Regions from separate parts of the Sus scrofa genome. Here region 1 is linked to region 2. The links are chromatin contacts, called in public HiChIP or PLAC-seq maps. All regions are on one chromosome and are shown on one strand. Each heading gives the region's core, a stretch centred on a gene start, on an enhancer-like site or on the middle of the called end of the contact. The rest is flanking DNA. Distances are from core to core; before and after follow the strand shown.

Evidence for each region. HiChIP or PLAC-seq counts read pairs in DNA pulled down with a chosen protein or histone mark.
Region 1: an H3K27ac HiChIP or PLAC-seq map of skeletal muscle shows a contact between it and region 2. The contact joins two enhancer-like sites. A contact is called at or near these places in 13 of 47 Hi-C or Micro-C datasets (alveolar macrophages, embryonic fibroblasts, fetal heart ventricle and 6 more) and 2 of 2 datasets of contacts at active chromatin or transcription factors (alveolar macrophages and skeletal muscle).

The regions. Positions count from the first base shown.
Region 1 is chr4:6,918,921-6,922,240 of Sscrofa11.1, forward strand. No RefSeq gene overlaps it. Among named protein-coding and RNA genes, the nearest start is that of MIR30D, 28 kb to the right of the region's middle. Within about 2 kb of position 1,796, at least 75 of the 83 cell types and tissues checked have an H3K27ac peak or open chromatin away from gene starts, as enhancers often do. A contact at or near this core is called in alveolar macrophages, retroperitoneal adipose tissue, skeletal muscle and 1 more, where this site is marked.
Region 2 is chr4:6,863,126-6,866,460 of Sscrofa11.1, forward strand. No RefSeq gene overlaps it. Among named protein-coding and RNA genes, the nearest start is that of MIR30D, 84 kb to the right of the region's middle. Within about 2 kb of position 1,281, at least 34 of the 83 cell types and tissues checked have an H3K27ac peak or open chromatin away from gene starts, as enhancers often do. A contact at or near this core is called in alveolar macrophages, retroperitoneal adipose tissue, skeletal muscle and 1 more, where this site is marked.

The DNA of each region.
Region 1 (3,320 bases), core at 546-3,045, 56 kb after region 2:
TGAGATATAAATACAAACAAGGTAAAGATTGCCCTTAAAAATTTAAGAAACAGGCAAGGAGCCCATTCAGCTGTTCAATAGCTAGTTGTTCTGGAGTTGTGGTACTGAGGTTGATGCTGGAAATGCAAAGTGGAACTAAACATGTTTCCTGCCATTAGAGAGTTTTACATCTGATGCAGAAGGCAAATAAATCAAGACTTAAAGGAATGGGTGTGAAGTGATATATTACACCACAAGATGCCATGGGAGCAGGGGATAGGAAGAGTCAAACCATACATGGATGTCCAGAGAAGTTTTCTCTAGGTGAAGTGCATAAACGACCCAACACAAAGTATACAACAGCGTCAGAAGCCAGCTGTGTACCCAGTGCTGGGGAAAAGGGACTGATTAGTTCTGAGTAGGTCCAGCAAGACTTCTCGGAAGAGATTACATTTTAGTTAGAACTTGAAAGGCTTAAGGGAATTAATTCCTGGAAAGAAAGTGGTGGGAGGAGGGGCTATAAGACAAGGAAGGAGACGGACATATACTTTTAAAAAGTAAACAGCAAATCTAAAGTTAAATAGTACTACATACTTTTAGAACTAACATGAGGCAGTAAGTGATTAAGTGCTAAGTCAGAGGAAAGGACTAGAAGCACAAGTTTAAGGAATGATGAGGTGAACAGTGGGTCCGAAACTTAAGGTGCCTGCACAGCTGAGCCTTTTGTGGGCTGTGGACGCTGAGTAAATGTTGGTTAACGGAGTTAATCTTTCCTCAGGTAGCTAGAAATTGTGGAGGACCTGGAGCTCCTTGGTACTGTTTACACTTTCACCAAAACCTTAGAAGAAACTTAGGCTCCCCAAGGGAGCTAAGGAAAGCACCATTCCGTTGGCTGTTCGGGGTCAAACTGAGAACCAAACAACTGCCATCCAAAACTGCACCAAGGCAGTCCAGCCCCTACGTCCAGAGTTCTAAACCTTTTGGGAGATGGGAAGGGGGTGGTGTGGATTAAAAACAGATCCACGGAGAACAAAAGAAGCTCTTTACACGTTCTTCTGTGGTGTTTTTCCCCCTCTAAAGGAAGGCTATGTAGGAAAGAGTCTGGGTCTTCACCATTACCTGACATTGAGCATATCACTTAATCTCAATCTCCCTGCGTCCTGTGTCCCCGTTTGTAAAATATGGAGGTTGTGGGCTCCGTATTAATATCTAGGGTCTATGTCAGGTGAAGTGGTTTTCACATTCTCTTTTAATTCTCACAACCACCATGGTAGATTTTGCTAGCCCCATTTTACCCAAGATATTCAGAGTGTTTAAGTAACTCATCGAAGGTCACACAGCAAATAGGCTGAGCCAGACTGCAATCCGGGGTTCCCTGACTCTATCACCACGCAATCCCAGTTCGTATACCAGTTAACCTCCCTTTACCACTGGCCAGGACTCCCTTCTCTCGAAAACCGAATCGCCCCCTTTCCTCCCACCGAAACTCCCAAGCAACGCGCCCCTTTTCGCTCTGCGCACGCTCAATTGGTCAGGAAGAATTTTCGCTCTGCCTTGGGAAATTTTTCACGCCACTCTGGCAGCCGAGCCCGCCCCGCCCACCGCTTCTCCTCACTGGATTGGTCGATCTCAGGGAGGCGACAAGGAGACCCAGACGATCCCTCCACCCTCCCCCCCCCACGTAACGCTCTGGGTGCGCGCGCTCCGAGCGTGCGTGCGTGCGTGCGTGTGGGTGAGCACGTGAGGCCCCAGAACGTGCACAGAAGGAGGGGCAGGAAGCGGGGGGCGAAGGGCGGGGCTCCCGTTGCCATGGCAGTGACGTCAGGCGTCGGCGAGCGAACCCAGCCCCTTCCCCACGCGCGCGCGCGCACATACAGAGCTACATGCACCCGCGCGTGCACCGCCGCTCTCCCTCAGACACACTGGAGGGAAAGGTCAAACTAAAGGCGAGGGAGCCGGGAGGCCAGAGGGAGCCGACGCCGCTGCCGCCGCCGCCGCCGCCGCCGCCGCGCGCCATGACGGACGGGGCTGAGGCCGCTTTCTCTCCGCCGCCGCCGCCGCTGCCGAGCCGCGGCTCTCGTCGCGCCCCCTACCCCCGCCTCCCGCGCCCCCTCCCCCCCGGTGCTCGCGCGTCCACGCGCCCCCTCCCCCTCGGCGCTCCAGGCGCGCGTCGGGCCCGGGGCGCGCGCCGGCCCGAGCGGGCGCGGGAGGGTGGGGGCCGCGGCTGGCTGGCGGCCTCCTGGCGCGACCCCAGACCCCCTCGCCTGGCCCCTCGGCTAGAGCCCCCCAGGTGAGTGCGGTGGCGGGGCGAGGGTGTCAGGAGCGGAGAGGGCACCTGGCGAGCTCAGCCCCTTGCTTGACCCCTTCCGGGGGCGCTGACAGGCGCGCGGGACCCGGCCTCTGGGGGGCGTCGCGGGGTCAGCCTGTTCCGGGGCCCCTTTGGGCGCCCCTGCCCCTCAGGGTCGGTCCCCGCAGTGGTGGGGGGCTCGGGGCAGGCGTGAGTGCAGCCGCCAGGCAGGAGTTGGCTGGGCGACTCGGGCGTGGGACAGGCGACGAGAGGCAGGTGGGCCCCTCTCTGGGGCTTGGGACAGCGCGGGGAGGGGGCGGGGGCCGGGCCAGGTGCGCGCGGGGGGCCCGCTGGAAGCTCTCACGACGTGCTTGCTGGGCAGTTGGGAGAAACTCTGCCCGGGGGACTAGGCGCCCTGCTTTTGCCCGGGCCAGCGAAAGCGGCGGATTTTACAGAAAAACTCGGGGGAAGCCTGGCTGGCCCCCGAAAGGAAGAAGGACCTAGAGGACCCTCCTGGGGGGACCCAGACTTGAACACATCTGCCTGTGGGTAGCACTAGGGCATGGTGTGCGAACGTTGCCATGCCAGTGTTTAATGTTTGTTGCTTATGGTTATTTTTGGACTAAATGATTTAAAAAAAAAAAAAAGTTACTTGGAAGAGAGGGAACTGCTTGAATGGTCATGAGTTCTTCCCTGTGTATGCAGGAAATGGGTTAATCTTTCACACCGCCACCCCCCAACTGAATCTATGCCCAGTGGACTTGCAGAGTAATAAATACAAAACTCTAAAGCCCCGAAACGAGGTAATGTTTTTGTCTGATGAGTTTCAGGTGTCAGGCTCCGGGTTCTGTGGGAGAAAAATAGAAGCAGGACACCGAGGTACTTGATATGCTCAAGCAGTCGTCTTTTTGTAATAAGCTTTGGAGCCCGTCAAAGTGGAGTTTAGTTATAACTGCCAGGGTTAAGTAATCACATTGACCCAGGGCCGCCCACCAATCAGGAGCTTCTCTGGAAGTAACTTGGAAGACTGCTCTCAGCCCAGGACTCGCTGGTT
Region 2 (3,335 bases), core at 31-2,530:
TAGGGCTTTATAGGGATTATCAGGCCATCTTCCCTGCAAACCAAGGTCATCGTTATTCTGTCGTATTCCCATGGGCCGGTCTAGACAGTGGCACGTGTGTCCCATGCAGGAGCTCGGCTAGTGCCCGCTCAGCTGTCCGGGCAGTAGCTGCCATCATCTCCACTTGACAGAAAAATAAACTGAGGTGCAGAAAGATTAAGCACTGGAGTCTCTTCAGCCCTCACTGTTAGGCGGTCCTGCCACATCTGCAGCAGGGGCTGCCTCCCTTGACAGTTTCCTCTTCTCCCATGAAGCTCAGCAAAGAAAAAAGGTTAGAACAGAAGTGTATGTCCCTGGAGTTCCCATTGTGGCTCAGCAGTAACAAACCCGAGTAGTATCTATGAGGACACGGGTTCGATCCCTGGCCTCGAGCAGTGGGTTAAGGATCCCGCATTGCCATGGGCTACCGTGTAGGTCCAAGACACAGCTCAGATGTGACGTTGCTGTGGCTGTGCTGTAGGTCATCAGCTGCAGCTCCGATTCGACCCCTAAGCCTGGACTCTTCCATATTCTTCAGGTGCAGCCAAAAAAAAAAACCAATAAGTAAATAAATAAAGTATGTATATATGTCCCTATACACCACTATATATAAAAACAATAAATAACAAGGACCTACTATATAGCACAGGGAACTATACTCAATGTCTTGTAATAACCTATTACAGAGATTTGGGAAAAGAATATATATATAATTAGATAAATAACACTTGAAGCTAACACAACGTCATAAATCAACTATACTTCAATTTTTTTGTACTTCAATTTAGAAATGTTTAGTTAAACATTAAAAAAAAGAACTATAGGTCTCTTTTTTGGTGAACTGTGTCCCACACACCCTGCTTTCTTTTCTGGTTAACATTCTTCCATTCTACCAGACGCAGAGGGAACTCAGTCTGACTCTCCGCCGTCCGGAGGCTCCTGGTGTGCCTGGGAATACGGGAAATACAGGTACCTCTCCAATGCAAGGCAGGTGTTGAAAAGCCCTGCCTGCAGTAGTGGCTTCTCAACAGAGCAGCGAAAAATGCGCGGAGAAGTGATAACACCTGAGTAGGCAGCCGTTATTTGTGGATGGAAATATCGGAGAACATCAGGACGTTTGCCTGGTCTGCCCAGGGGAAGTACAAGCCATGAAGCCCAGTAAATACTTATTACTAAGCAAACAGAGTGGAGAACAATGCAAGGTTTGGTTTGAGAACTGCAGGGTTGTCATTTCACACTAGGCCACAAGAGGGCACTATAACATGATTTGGGGAAGAAAGTTGCTTTTGGTTTTGGTTTTGCATTTTCTTTACAGGGGGCCCAGGGGTCAGCAAGGTCTTGTAAGTTTCTAGCTGCTGGGGACTTGGTTAGTTCTGAGCCTCCCTAAGACCTCTGCCTGTGAAAGGGTGTTGGCCGAAATGTGAGACCGCAACATTTGTAAGGCAGGATAACAGGATTTTTTTTCCAAGCCTGACCTCATCGCCCTGGGTTCCTCCCTCCTCAGCTCCTAGTAAGAGGGTCCAGCAACCTGTTCTCTCCGCCACGATCCATGCCTCCAACCCTTTCTCCTCCTCTTCCAGGACCACCTTCTCTCTGAGTCCCCATAACCGGACAAACATAGTGGTTCCGCTAATATTTATTCCATTGGCTTGTAAGTATTTGTGTTATTTTAGTTAAGATCTCTTAGCAGTGAGAAAATGACTGATGCTCCAACTTGTCTCAGGTACATCCTGTGAAAGACCAGCAGCTCATTTGCCTCTGTCCCGAACCCATCCGGGGAGCTGACTTTCCATCTCTGCTGACTGGTCCTGGGTCAGTAGTTTCCTTGGGTCCCCATAACAGGAGCTGCTGGAGGCCAGGGACACACCCCAGCCCCTGCTGTATCCTCGGGGCCAAGCAAAGAGCTGGGCTGTGGCTGGTGCCCAAGGAACGCTTACTGGATGGAGAACAAGAGGATGAGTGGAACAGCTCTTCTCATTCCATGATCAGGGCCCTGACCTTCAGGCTACACTACACTAGCAGCCTCGAAGGCTCACACATGCGCCACAGCGGAGGGACTGGTGGCAGCAAAAGGACAGCAGCTCCTCTGGTCCCTCCCCTGCTCCCAGCCTCCAAGGCTTCCTAAGGCACTTACAAGAAATCCTAACTCCTCCCTGTGACATACGAGGCCCCGCCTCCCAGCCTCCCCACCCGCCAAACCGACCTCACCCCTGCCACACCCCCCACGGACCAGGCTCGGAGGAAACACACACCCTTCCCGCCCTCGAGGTGGGCCGGCCCAGGCAGGTTCCTCTCCCTGGAATGCCCCTCCTTCTCATCATCCAAGGCTGTGATGATTTGACATTAAGATCCCAGTTTTTTTGGTTTTTGGTTTTGGGGGGGGAGTTCGGTCTTTTTAGGGCCATACCTGTGGCATATGGAAGTACCCAGGCTAGGAGTCGAATCAGAGCTACAACTGCCGGCCTCCTCCGCAGCCACAGCAATGCCAAATCCGAGCCACATCTGTGTCCTACACTGTAGCTTGCAGCAACCCTGGATCCTTAACCCACTGAGTGAGACCAAGGATCAAACCCACATCTTCACAGACACTATGTGGGGTTCTTAAACTGGTGAGCCACAACAGGCACTCCTTAAATTACTTGATGCTTTTAAATCACCGGCGTACAGTAAGCACATGATAGCTGTTATTATTGATACTTGCTCTTGAGTCAAGAGGCTGTGTGTGTGTGTGTGTGTGTGTGTGTCTCCTTAGCAGAGCTGTCAACTCGGAGAGGGTAGGGGTGGTGACCGTGCCCCCCTTTTCCCAGAACTTTCCATCCTATGGTGAACAGTGGCATCTCTCCGGTCTCAGATGGAAACTAAGGCTTCTTGGATTTTGGGGGGGGGGCCTGCCAAACCAGCTGAAGGTGCTGGGTTCTGGTTGTACAAGCTTCTGTTTCTTCTCCTTTTCATCTCCTTACCTTTAACAAGCGCTTTGCAAGCCTCCTTGTTTTCCAAAAGGAGCCACTTCTCAAGAGTGGGCTGGACCCATATGCAGGAGACGCAACTCTGCAAAAAATTAAAATAGATGTCTTTCCTTGTAGGTTATTTCTGTTTCCCCACCCCCTCGTGAGCAGCACAGCTCCATCGCACTGCCCCCGGAACAGCTCTCTCCAGGAGGAAAGGTAATAGATGTCCCGCAGAACTGCCAATATTGCCGCCGATTTCCAAGGAAAATTGCCTCTATCCATCAAAGCAGCCCTGAGCCAGCCATGCATTTGCAAGGAAGACCCCGAGCTAGCCTCTCCCAGGAGTCTTCTCAGAGGCAGCAAAAAGAA